Regions from separate parts of the Zea mays genome. Here regions 1 and 2 are each linked to region 3. A link is a contact called in public Hi-C data. All regions are on one chromosome and are shown on one strand. Each heading gives the region's core, a stretch centred on a gene start, on an enhancer-like site or on the middle of the called end of the contact. The rest is flanking DNA. Distances are from core to core; before and after follow the strand shown. Region 1 holds the start of LOC100285110 (EF-hand Ca2+-binding protein CCD1). Region 2 holds the start of LOC100273201 (50S ribosomal protein L24, chloroplastic-like). Region 3 holds the start of LOC103626330 (synaptotagmin-3).

What was found. A called contact is a pair of places that touch in the nucleus more often than the background predicts.
Region 1: a contact with region 3 is called in a Hi-C map of ear, with 1.6 times the contacts expected there. The contact joins the promoter of LOC100285110 here to the promoter of LOC103626330 in region 3. A contact is called at or near these places in 2 of 25 Hi-C or Micro-C datasets (ear and leaf).
Region 2: a Hi-C map of bundle sheath shows a contact between it and region 3, with 2.2 times the contacts expected there. The contact joins the promoter of LOC100273201 here to the promoter of LOC103626330 in region 3. A contact is called at or near these places in 2 of 25 Hi-C or Micro-C datasets (bundle sheath and tassel).

The regions. Positions count from the first base shown.
Region 1 is chr5:50,199,608-50,203,577 of Zm-B73-REFERENCE-NAM-5.0, forward strand. LOC100285110 (EF-hand Ca2+-binding protein CCD1) reads left to right here and starts at 1,764. Exons shown (of 1, transcript NM_001158005.2): 1 at 1,764-2,545. The coding sequence starts at 1,930. The coding sequence ends at 2,328.
Region 2 is chr5:50,137,135-50,141,138 of Zm-B73-REFERENCE-NAM-5.0, forward strand. It overlaps LOC100273201 (50S ribosomal protein L24, chloroplastic-like), which reads right to left and starts at 1,314. Exons shown (of 4, transcript NM_001147644.1): 1 at 1,129-1,314. The coding sequence starts at 1,257. It overlaps LOC100279909 (Putative beta-glucosidase 41), which reads left to right and starts at 1,633. Exons shown (of 15, transcript NM_001152861.1): 1 at 1,633-1,751; 2 at 2,791-2,917; 3 at 3,041-3,122; 4 at 3,192-3,258; 5 at 3,337-3,395.
Region 3 is chr5:50,573,888-50,578,023 of Zm-B73-REFERENCE-NAM-5.0, forward strand. It overlaps LOC103626330 (synaptotagmin-3), which reads left to right and starts at 1,921. Exons shown (of 12, transcript XM_008646726.3): 1 at 1,921-2,311. The coding sequence starts at 2,204.

The DNA of each region.
Region 1 (3,970 bases), core at 514-3,013, 370 kb before region 3:
AAACGTGACATAAATCATCAGGGATTAGCTAGTCTTTTACTCTTTGACTCAGCGTCATGTTTGACCTCTGTTGCCGTCTTAAGCCAAAGTCGAGGTGCTTCAGCTGTAGTTTCGACATTCATTGTTATCGTTTTCAGTCAATGTCTTCGTTTCGAGGACCTTCGGCGGGAAAAAAGATCCTCATCATGAAGCTTTTCTTATGACAAAGCTCCTGTAATATTCAATAGTACGCTAGAAACAAATGGTTAGTCGTGTTTTTGACAACATTCGGAAAAGAAAAACTTCCAACACTGATCATGAGTCAAGCGAGCTTAGTTACATGCTTTGATGGTATGGTGCTATAGAGGCATGTCCGTTCTGAAACAGAGAGGAAGATATCACCACATAGGTGTTATCTTCGGTTCGGTTACATATTTCTATGTATATATTTAAATTACACTACAGTCTAATGTAAAATAGTGTTTTGAGGGTGGATGCTAGGAATTCGAATCGGGTAGGTACGTACGCTACAATAATATAGTATCTCTCCACGCACTCTGTGTATAGCGTACGGTAACAACCATCGTCGTCCAAACGAAAGTACCCCTTTTTTCGCGAGGCGACGACAGCATCCGTCACACTCACACCACACGTCGAAACGAGCCGCGACGGCCACACGCGAACGCGAACGCGGACACGGATACGGACACGCCTCCCTCCCGGCGCCCCGCGCAGAGGGGAGGCCGAAGCGCGCAGGAAGGCGCGCGCGCGCGGCGCGGTCCGTCCGTCGAGACTCCAGCCCGGGGCCAGCCAGGCGAACCCAACGTCCATCCAGCCTGTCCCGGTCGGTGCGTGGCCGCCTGCCTCTAAGACTGATTCCAGCAATAAATGGTTTTGTACTCTAAATTTAGAGTACGAAACGTTCTCTACATCGTCCAATAAGGAACTCTAAAAGGAACTCTAAAATATAGAGGACGTACGACGAACTCTAAACATAGAAGAGTCCTTGCGTGCACTATCCGCCTGCTCAGCACTGGGGCCCGCTCTTCAATGTGGTCATTCGTCTACCGCTACCTCCGCTGGCCGATTAATTCTATTCTTTTTTTTTGCGTGTAAACTTAATAGTAGCAGCATTTTTGCTAATTGGGATTATTAGATTAGTATTATCAGTTTATGTCCGATACATATATAGATATGTACGTAGAGGATGTTATAAAAAACGATTAGTAATGTCAGTTGCAAAATGTAATTATTATAATTAGTTCCTAATTCATTTTTATAAAATTTCTAGAAATAAATAACTTTATTTTTCCATTACGCACATAAGTTCAAATTGTATTAATATCAAAAAATGAGTATTAAAAATGAATATATGAATTCTATTATCACTGTAGATATAGAGTACCGAATTTAGAGGATGTTGCTGGAGTTGACAAAGATATAGAGGACGAAATTTTTTAGAGAGTTCTGTAAAGGATATAGAATATTCCTTTAGGAGATAGAATTTAGGGAACGTTTCTGAGACAAGCTAACCCCCGTCGTCAGCCAGCGCGAACCAACCGGGGCCGTCGGGGTATCAGTTGGTCCATCCGCAGGGTGGGCAGCCGGGCACCGGCCCGCGCACACGTGACCCCCGCCCGGAAGCCATCGCGTCCCGCGTGGCCACGGCAGCAGGTCTGGGCAGAGGCACCTTCCCTGAAGCCCCAGTCCGGCAGCAGGAGCCACTGAGCCAGCCGTCCCCGTCTCCCGCCTATTTATTCTTCCCTTCCCACCCGCCCCCAAACTCGATCCACCCATCGCTTCTCCCGCTCGTCCTCCTCCTCTCCTCCTGGACAGCAGAGCACAGCACAACACACCGAGAAAGAACAAGCAGCCGCCACCGGAGCTCAGAACCACCATCAGCAGCAGCAGCACACCCGGTCAACCTTCCACACACGCGCGCACACACACATGGCGTCGCAGCAGAGGCAACAGCAGGCGGGAGCGGCGGCGGCGGCGTCCTCCGCCGTGGGCTTCGAGGACTACCTGCCGGTGATGGCGGAGCGGCTGGGCGAGGACGGGCTGATGCGGGAGCTGGCGAGCGGGTTCCGGCTGCTGATGGACCCGGCGCGCGGGCTCATCACCTTCGACAGCCTCCGCCGCAACGCGCCGCTGCTGGGCCTGGGCGGCATGTCGGACGCCGACCTCCGCGGGATGCTCGCCGAGGGCGACTTCGACGGCGACGGCGCGCTCAGCGAGACGGAGTTCTGCGTCCTCATGGTGCGCCTCAGCCCCGAGCTCATGGACGAGCCCAGGCGGTGGCTCGACGACGCCGTCGACCAGGCGGCCCGCTTCCTCTTCACCAGCTGATGATGACGACGACGATGATTGATAACTAATAATTAAGGCTACTAGATGATCGTTGAGATGTTTCTTCTTCTTCTTCTTCCTCCTCCTCTTGCCGCTGTTCATATAGCTGGATGGATCAGGACTTGTGCTGATCGGTCGATGGATTCCATCCATGTGTACTCGTCTGCTGTTCTTTCCTTCCCAATTCCCATGTTCCAATGGAGTCTGGATTCATTAACATGCTTTCTCCTTTCTGACCATCACATCCACACGGATCACATTGCGTGTGTCTACTGCTTCGCTGCTTTTTACACAATCGAGATTAGCATTGGGTACTACAGGGCTACAGAGGAAATTGCCAGGACCACCCCCCAAGTCGTTCTTGAACAGTGGCGGAAGTTTCGGTTGACCTTGTGCCCTGACTGAGTCCCTGACTGACCCTGATGCGCACAACCAACCAAGAGGAAATGGAGGCGACACAGAAGCACTTGTCTGGTCAAAGCCTCAAGCGTGCGTTAGCAGACAGTGGCAGCGGCAGCGAGCGGGACCGCGTCACCGCGCAGCCGCAAGAGTGCTTCTCGCGGGCGAAACCAAGCAGGGGAGACGGACGTGTGAGTGACTCGGTGAGTGCTTCTCGCTTTTCTCAGTGTGTTCACTCGGTCCGCACCGCACCAGCGTCGTCGCTACGAAAAGGAACGGAAGCCGGCCCCTGTTTCGTTTCGTCGCCCTTTTGTTCGCACTGACGAGATGAGTCACGTGTAAGTACAGTCCAGCACGTCGTAGTAAGCTGGAACGGGAGCTTCCGGAAAGGTGGCCGGAAGCTTCAAAAGCGAGGCGCAAGGAAAGCAGCCCGAAAGCGACGCGCCCTCGAGGCGTTTCTCTCTCTTTTCCCCCTGTCCTCCGCCCCGCCTGACCGCCCCTTCGGTTCCAGGTCAGCGTCAGGCAGGCAGCCATCCGGCTGCTCTCGACGTCACTGCTGCGATTCGTCGCCCGATCTAATAAAAACACGCACCGCCTCCCCCGTCTGGAGTCTGGACCATTGCAATGCAACGCCGTCGGCGGCGTCCTCAGGTCCACGGTGACACTGCCGTGCCCCGATCGCCTATCCACCCACCAACTGTTGGCTCCGGCCTGCTCTGAGCTTCGCACCCAGTTCCCCGTGCTGACTGCGCTGATGCCGTGTCGTTAGGTCCAACCTACAGTACAGTACGCCCGGCGTCATCAATTGGGGGCAGGCAAAGGAAGCCGTCGGGACAGACTGATCTGAATCTGACAGACAGAGATGCATGAACCTGCAGGTTCAGGTCGGCCTCGCGCCTGGTTCAGTGCACGCGAGGACCCCATACCATAACAAACCATTTGAGGGGGGCTTCTCGGACGTGTCAAACTAACCTCTGCACGACCACCGAGTTGGTTCCGTTCTCGGATGTGGCAGCCTAATTTCCGATGAAGACTAATCGTAGATTAAAGATTTGTTTTCGGTATGCGCTGGGCGTGGTCAGGTCACGTCACGGCCGAGCTGTAACCTTCGTGCGCGCCTGCCTCTCGTAGCCGTTTGAATTTGATCTGCCCGTGGCACGCCACTGCGTATCAATCCTTAACTAACAATCGGGTGGTTGCTACCGACAGGAAGTCTCTTGCGATCGGCAACGGCAAAGCCAAA
Region 2 (4,004 bases), core at 64-2,563, 440 kb before region 3:
CTTATCAGTTGGGAATTTTCCAGGCACAAGTACATACAGGTAAGGCATAATAAAGATGACACAGAAAAGAAAGCAGGGTTCAAATACAAACATCATTATGCTCATAATACACTATTTGGCGCCAAATTTTGTTTCCAGTTAGTCATATGTATTGTGTGATGTGGGGTAATTCAGGCATAAATATATATAAACAAAATCAGTGGCACATTGAGGGCAACATAATTTCTTCAGTTGACATTTTGACCGCTTCAAAAGCAACATAATTTCCTCAGTTAACAAACTAAATAAAGAGTACTCGAACAAATTTTACCACATGAAACACAGCATACTCTCTATTAGCACTAAAAGGCAAACATGTGCATAGTTGTATATGCAAAAAGGACAATACCGGATTACCAATGACAAAGGAAATTCTCTTACTTAAATTAATCCCAATCAGTTAATCTATTTGGCGCACTCAAATCTTACCATTTAAGCTTCCATGCAAGATAAAAATAAAAAAAGAAGGTAGACGAAATTCAATATGGACACGGTCTAAATTTAGTGTGTGTCGTGGAGCAAATAGAAACTTAATGTAATATGAAATCTAATAAGGGCGAGTTTGGCATAGTTCTACTCCAAAACTTTGGGTGAAGTATATCTGCTCCGAAGTGTAGATTGCTTTCTCATAACCAGTGCATTGGATGTGTCTTGATTGTTTTTGAAGGATTTTTCAAAGTAGCAAAAAATGTACTCCAAAAAATTATACTACAACTCTCAAAACTCTATAGAGTTTGCAACTCTAGAATTAGGGTGTTTAGTTGACTTTGTCCAGGTCTTCCTTAAAGTTTTGCTCTAGAGTGATGTCAAACACCCCTAAACATAGTCATATTAGAAGCCTGGTTTGTCATCCTTGAAAATGCACAATTAATAACAATGCAAAGGTAATTTTCCATTTCATTGCATCCAATCCATACAGACTAGCTCCAAAACCGTAATGCAAGCTCGAATGTCCCTAGAACAATTCCATCCGACCGCGCTTTGCAACGCTATCCAGAAACTCCAGAGTAAAATCTTTCACCAGAACAGCTACTTATTATCTACCAAACCATCAGCAGAACGGAACGGAATTGGGAAGCAGGAACAGACCCCAGGCTGCGGCGCGGAGTAGGTGGCGAGCCGGTTGCCCCAGAAGCTGCTGCTGCTCGCCGTCGCCGCGCCTAGCGCGGAGATGGAGAGCGACGCCATGGCGCCCTGCAGCGATGCCATCCCAGCCATCCTCTCGCCGCTCTCCCTCTCTCACTGGACTTGCTCAGCGCCCAAACTGCTCAAAGGATAACGCACGCGGCTTCTTCGAGTTGCCCGGAACCGGAAGAGAGAGGATAACGCGCTCTTGTATTCTGACGCTGGTGGGTTGGGCCTCGTCACTAAATGAGACAGGCCTCAGGTGAGGCACAGATGGGCCTGGAAGACGCTTAGGTGATCCAGTGAGGCCCATGGGTGCTCGTTCTACCGCCGTGAGAGGCTACAGGCTAGGGCCTCGGCTCCACGAGCGAGCTCCGCACGCATCAGCTGATCAGCATCACTGCATCAGCTATCAGGACGACAGGACGAGGACGGCGGGGTCAAGGCTCTCTTTCTCTCTCCCTCCCTCTCTGCGTGTCTCCTCGCACGCTACGCGAGGCCACGCGAGATTGCTTGGGAGATGCGTGCCCGCCTCCAGATTCCCCGTTCCAGCGCCGAGGCGCGCAAGCTACGCGACGGTTGCTGAGGCAAGCGAACCCCCTACTCCAGTTTTTCACTTTGCTGTTGTGTAAAATAAAATTCGCGTTACAGAGACAGAGACAGTTTGGGCGATGGAGGGTAGGTGGATGGCGGTGACATCGAAGCTTTGCGCTTTTGCTGCTGCAGGTCCCATCCTGCACCGAGAAAGGGTGGGATGTCAATCGGATTTCTCTATTGCAAATCATGGTTGCAAGTTAGACGTGTTTACCTCAGATCTTTTTCTCCAGAGACATTGGGTATCTCTTTTCTCATAGTGGACTACATTTCTCCCCCTCGAAGTCAATATCTCTTTCTTCGACTTTTCATTGCTGGCAGTTCTGCGCATGTCCTAAATCCTTGAATCATAGTAGGACATCCATGACAGATCACATAAACAACACGGCCAATACATCACTGGGCAGTTGGGCCTCGGCTCCTATCGCCGTCATCTAACTACCATCTAGGGAATCAGGAATGGTCCTGCCGTGCAAGCAAACCTTTAACGTTCCCCATGGGATAAGCATGTGACTATGCAAATGCCCGACACAAATTATATCTTATTATGGTTAAGAATCTTGTGTTTATTTTTCTCTTTCTCCTTTTCTATTCGCCACATGTGTTGAGATAACTATGCAAATCGTGACATGAAGTTTTGTTTCTATGTGGCGCTACCAAACAAAATGGATAAGGAAATGTGTGGCTTTTTTCCATGATAATTGCGACAGTTTCATTTCGTAGCTATCTGTTCCTCGTGGCCATAGTAATGCTTTGCACTTTGTTAATTTTGTAAGAAAAGAAATGGCATGATCTAATAATAAGGCCTTCTCTCTATGTGGCTAACTGGCAAGGGCTTAGCAATCCTCCCCCTTTCTAACTATAACCTTTTAAGGCATGGATGCTGGAGTGCTGGGCAAAACTCAATCTGTCTGGGCAAAGCTCTACTTGCTTGCGACACTCCAGATGTGGACCATTTTTTTTCACAGGTTTCGGAGCTAGACATGTCAAGTAGTTTCCTTCGGTTGTTGATTAATTTGCCCACTGTGATAGAGATTTTGCACCTTGTGGCCTCCACAAGAGTTACTTAGTAGAGACGCACGTTGGAAGGGCTTCCAAGACAAGTGAAGCTCACTAGCTCAGCGTTCAGTTGCTTCCCACGCTTCACCAACTGAACAAGGTTTATATATATGTCATATGATCCTATCTAGTACTTATTCTTAGACTAAAAACACTATGAGTTAGTGCTACCAACTGAAGGATACGCCATGGCTGTTCTGACACTGGTTAATATCCTTATCAGCTTCGCTGCTTGTGCTGAAGCTCTAAGGAGAGCAGACTTCCCTCAAGGTTTCGTCTTTGGCACTGCTTCTTCAGCTTACCAGGTATGGCCTCTTTCATTTCATCCGATGTGCTCTTAGTTTGATGTTTGATTCTGATCAATATGTTATCAGTATGAAGGTGCTGTCAACGAGGGTCAACGTGGACCTACAATATGGGATACTCTCACAAGACGACCCGGTGAGGCTTTATCGAAAAGTGGAGTAATAATATACTAATATGTCCAGAATTGTGACTAAGTTAGCATTTACTCTGCAGGACGGGTGATAGATTTCAGCAATGCAGATGTTGCCGTTGATCACTACCATCGTTATAAGGTAAGCTGCCAGTGATTCAGATATGTTTCTGTTATCTTCTACTATATTTGATTTAAATTCATTCAATTGCTTTACTAAAGCTGGAATTTTTTGTTTTTGAAGCATGAAATCCTTCCATATATGAATTCTTGGGATTTGTTTGATAAGTTGTCTACCTTTCGTGTGGCCATCCTCTGCCAAATTTTAATTTGTAAAAATTGAAATCACGTGTTCATTTTATTGTTCCTTTCATGTCTGTAAGTAGGATAGTGAACAGAGGTTTACCTTAAGGTCCCGTTTGTTTCCTTTGATTTTGAGGAATTGGAATCTTATTAATGGAATAGGCTTTTTTTAGAATGTGACATTCCACCACTTTCCAAAGTTATCATATAAGTCTATCTCAAATTCATGGGGGTGAGAGATGGAAATTGATTCTATAGATTTAATTACATGCTATTTTTTCGATGTACAACTTATAGCACACTCTTTTACTTGCTTCGTTATAACATAAATGTAGTATATAACTATCTCTCTCATATGATTTAGGATAATATACAAATATATTACATATATAAATATATGAACTTAATTAGTTTTGTCTAAATTATAATTATTAAAATGGAATTCAAT
Region 3 (4,136 bases), core at 671-3,170:
GGCGAAGCCGACCGTTGCCAGTCTCTGGTCCCACGGCACACCGGACAGTCCGGTGCAGCCTGGTGACCGCTGGCTGGGCACATGTGGCGCCTGCTGATCGCGCGGTCGACCGTTGGCTGAGCGCACGGCTGGCACACCGAACAGTCCGGTGAATTATAGGCGCGGTGCCCTGGCTTTTTCCCGAGAGCAGCATGTTCACTGGGTGCGCTAGCCTGGCACCGAACAGTCCGATGCACCACAGGCTAGCCAAATTTCTTCAATAGAATTTCTCTCGTTTTGAGAAGTTCCCTAGCACTTAGTAGAACATAGTTAGTACCAAAAGCAATTTACTAAGTGCTAGAATCATACCTTCGTTTCTCCAGGAGTGTAAAGTTTGCAATTTATCTTACAACTCTCAATTTGCTTCTTCTTTGACTCCAAGCGCATACTCATAATTGTATGTTAGATCAAAGTGATGTGTTAGGTACTTAATCACCAAAACACTTAAAAATGGTCCAAGGGAACATTTTTCTTTCAATCTCCCCTTTTTTGGTGATTTATGCCAACACATCAAAAGCAGCTTAAAATATACTAACATACTCAAATGAGAGTAAAAAGGTGCAAATTGATGTCAAACTCAAAACCAATTAAATTGTCATGGGATTTGTCATATTTGGATCTTTTTTGCCACCACTTGATTTGTTTTCACAAAACAAATTCATTTTCCTATCTCTATGTCACAAACACTTCGTTTTGGCAAATCAAAATATCTTTCAAAACTAGTTTTGATCAAAACCCAGAAACTCCCCCTTTTCCCATAATCAAATTTCTCCCCCACAAGAGAGTAGTTTTTGCAATAAGAGGGTTCTAATCAAAAACCAAGTATACTTACACTAAAATTTTGAAAAATTCATAAGTGGTAGCTGGTCGATTTGTTTTGGCCTTAATTTCTCCCCCTTTGGCATTAAGCACCAAAACAGAAGAACTAGTGGCCTTTTAACCCCATTGTCTCACAAAAATTGTAACGAAGAGCCAAAGACAAAGAGAGAACACAATAGTGACTTGGAACAAAGGTCATTGATACCGGAATGCAATGGAAGCCTTTTCTTTGTTCACATCCACCTTTTTCCCTTTCAATCCATATGTGAGACTGTATTATAAGCACTCAAGTAAAAACATTAGCCTCAAAGGGTCAAGTTGTAGCACGTCCTCCTCCTAAACGTATGCATCATTTGCACAAGAACTTGTGAGGTCTAGGGATAACTTGTACAACTTGAGCACCAAAATAAGCAAGTAAAGCTAATTATGCTTAAAGGAATATGATCAAAGTCATAAAAACACTTGTACAACCTGATAATAATGTGTATTATGATAGTACGAACAGTCTATGGTTTTTTTAAAAAAAAACTTGTGAAAAAATATTAAATAACTGAGTTATAGTGTATAGAGGATGTGGATAAGGAATGGTCAGAGACATCTCGTATACAGAGAAAGAATATCTTTTAGGTAAATATAGTAAAATATAATAGTAAGACGTCGAATATAGGATAATGGTTGGAGATGGACAGATGGTGTTAGAAGAACTTGCCGTAGTCCCTCCGGGCATGGTCCAAAAGGCACTAATGCATGCTAACTGCATAGGAGTAGGGCCGTTGTTTGCCGTATCAGCAACAGTTTTGTCATTATTAACCGTAGTCTTCTTTCCGGCTTGATCTAGTTTTCCGTCGGTTAATTTGGGGAGTACGTAGATCGGAAAGGGCAAAGAGGATGCAGTGCTCTGAGATTGATGAGACGCACGTGTACTTTAGAGAGCAATGCAAGGTCCTCCACGAACTAACGAAGGACCTGCGGGTCCCACCGGCGCGGCACGTCGTCACGCCGGCCGGCTTGGCGAATGGCGACCGCGACCCTCATAAAGCCCGCCTGGCGCCTGCCAAGTGTGAAGTGCCGCCCTCCTCCACGGCACGCACGGAGCGTCCATCCAAAGCAACAAAAACTCCGCCCGTCCCCACGCCACCCCGCCTCGCGCTTGCCGTTGCCGCCTCCGACCCGCTGCTTCATTCGTCGCTTCTACTACTGCTATGCTATAGCATATACTCCAGTCGTTGCCCCCGCCGCCGCCGCCGCCGCCGCCTCGACGCATCCGAGGAGGAGGAGAAGGAGAGGCCGGCCGGGTAGCCATTCGCGTGCGATCGCGGCAGAGGAGGGCGGCGGTATATAGACGATGGGCCTCGTCGGCGGTGTCGTCGGCTTCTGCCTCGGCCTCCCCATCGGCCTCGCCGCCGCGTACTTCGTCTACCTCCGCTACTTCGCCGCCGCTCGCCGCCTCCAGGTACGTACGCGCGCGCGCCGCGCGCAGCACTTGTTTCTGAACTGCTAGCTGGGAGTTGAATTCCCCGCTACGTTGCTGCGCTAGTTCCAATAATCGATGGTGCCGTGAGAATCGAAATCGACCGACTGACGCGCACACACGTCCGTTCCGTGCGTCGTGCGTGCACGTATCGGCGGAGAGCAGGGAGCCCAGGACCACCCCGGCCGGTCGTCTGCACATGCACTGCACCAAATCAGGACGCCCTGGTGACGAGCACGACGAATCGTCGGAGCACCGCACAGTGCGCCCGCGGCAAGCAAAGCCGGCCATCGACTAGCTAGACGACGACGAGGACTACGCAGCCCCGCGTACGGTTGGGGCCAAGATTTGACTGTGATACCTATTCCTTCTGTTGGGTTGGGATCGAGAGAGGAGTAGCTTCGCGTCTTGGCGGATGAAAGAAAAAACAGTGACAGCGACCGAGCACGCACGTACGGTTGGCGCGAAAGACTACTCTGTGTGCGGTCCTCCAAAGTCCAGATGAGATCGATGACCTCAGCTGGAGCGACTTCCAGTTTTTGGCCGGTCGACGAGTACGTATAGAGTCTTTGGGGTTCTCTCGTCTCGGCTGGTAGGTAGGTTCCTTTCTTTCTTTCAGAAATAGTTAGCGAGCAGCCAGCTGAGAGCACCTTTTTCCAGCCTTTTGAAGCCTTCGGTTTGAACGGCCTGCCGACTGGTGCCGGCTTGCGTATCCGATTCGTTTTTTTTTTTTTTTTGCTTTGCTTTTTCCAACGAACGATTATGTTCGCTCGGATATCGATCCGTTCAACCCACACCCCCAGTGGCGATTTTGATGGGATATTAGCGCACATTATTTATGAAGGGATGCACGCTTATAATTAACGATAGTTATTTTAATTAGCGTCGTGCTAGGGCATATTTGAACGACGATGCTTTTCTTCGTAGCTAGCTGTGCTATTATCTGTGCCCGTTGGAATCATTTCCCAGAGCAGCATGTGGTTCGCATTTTATTAAGTACTAGTTTAGAAGACATTAAACCGAAGATGATTGAAGAGATAAAATCTTCTTTTTATTCTTAAATAAGAGAGATTTTAGTCACCCAATTTCTTCGGTTTTGTGTCTGCAAACTAGCCTAGCTAGCTAGTTACAGCTGGTTAGCCCATAGGAATGAACGAAAATGACGTGTGTAGTACGTGCAGTGCTTGAATACGATATGGGAACAAAATCCAACTTGGGGACTTGAGTCTACAGTGACGTTTGGATAGCTTAGTTGGTAAGAGAAAAAAGAAAGAATCACATCCACACAACGCCAAGTAAAAGAAAAGTCGTCACGGCTGTCGTTTTTTTGCAGAGACGAGATATCGTCGTGCAGCCAAAAGTCATAAAAATATTTTAAGACACAGCGCAATATATATATATATATATATAAGGATCTCTCGTCTTCTAATAACTAGAGGAAGCCCTAACTCAACAGTGTCATCTGGTTCAGCCGCATCAGTTTCGGACGGCTATAAAAATTCCCCAGGCCACCACGGATTAGGTTTTAGCGGGACGACGGTTCACTCGAGCGAGCGAGCGGTGGAGGCGGTTTCCCGAGCGTGCGAGCGGCGGTGATCTCGGGAGCCAGCGACAATGGCGCCTCGAGGAGGGCGATCGACGGCGGCGCTCTCCTAGGAACGAGCGATGGCGACGCTCCCAAAGCGGCCGAGCGGCGCACTTCAGGCCCGGTGGCGACGGTGGTTGCACGAGGCGCGGTAGGCTTCGGCAGCGGCGTCGGTGGCCTTGAGGCAGCGCGGCGGCGGCAGATCTAGGAGGCGTGCACACG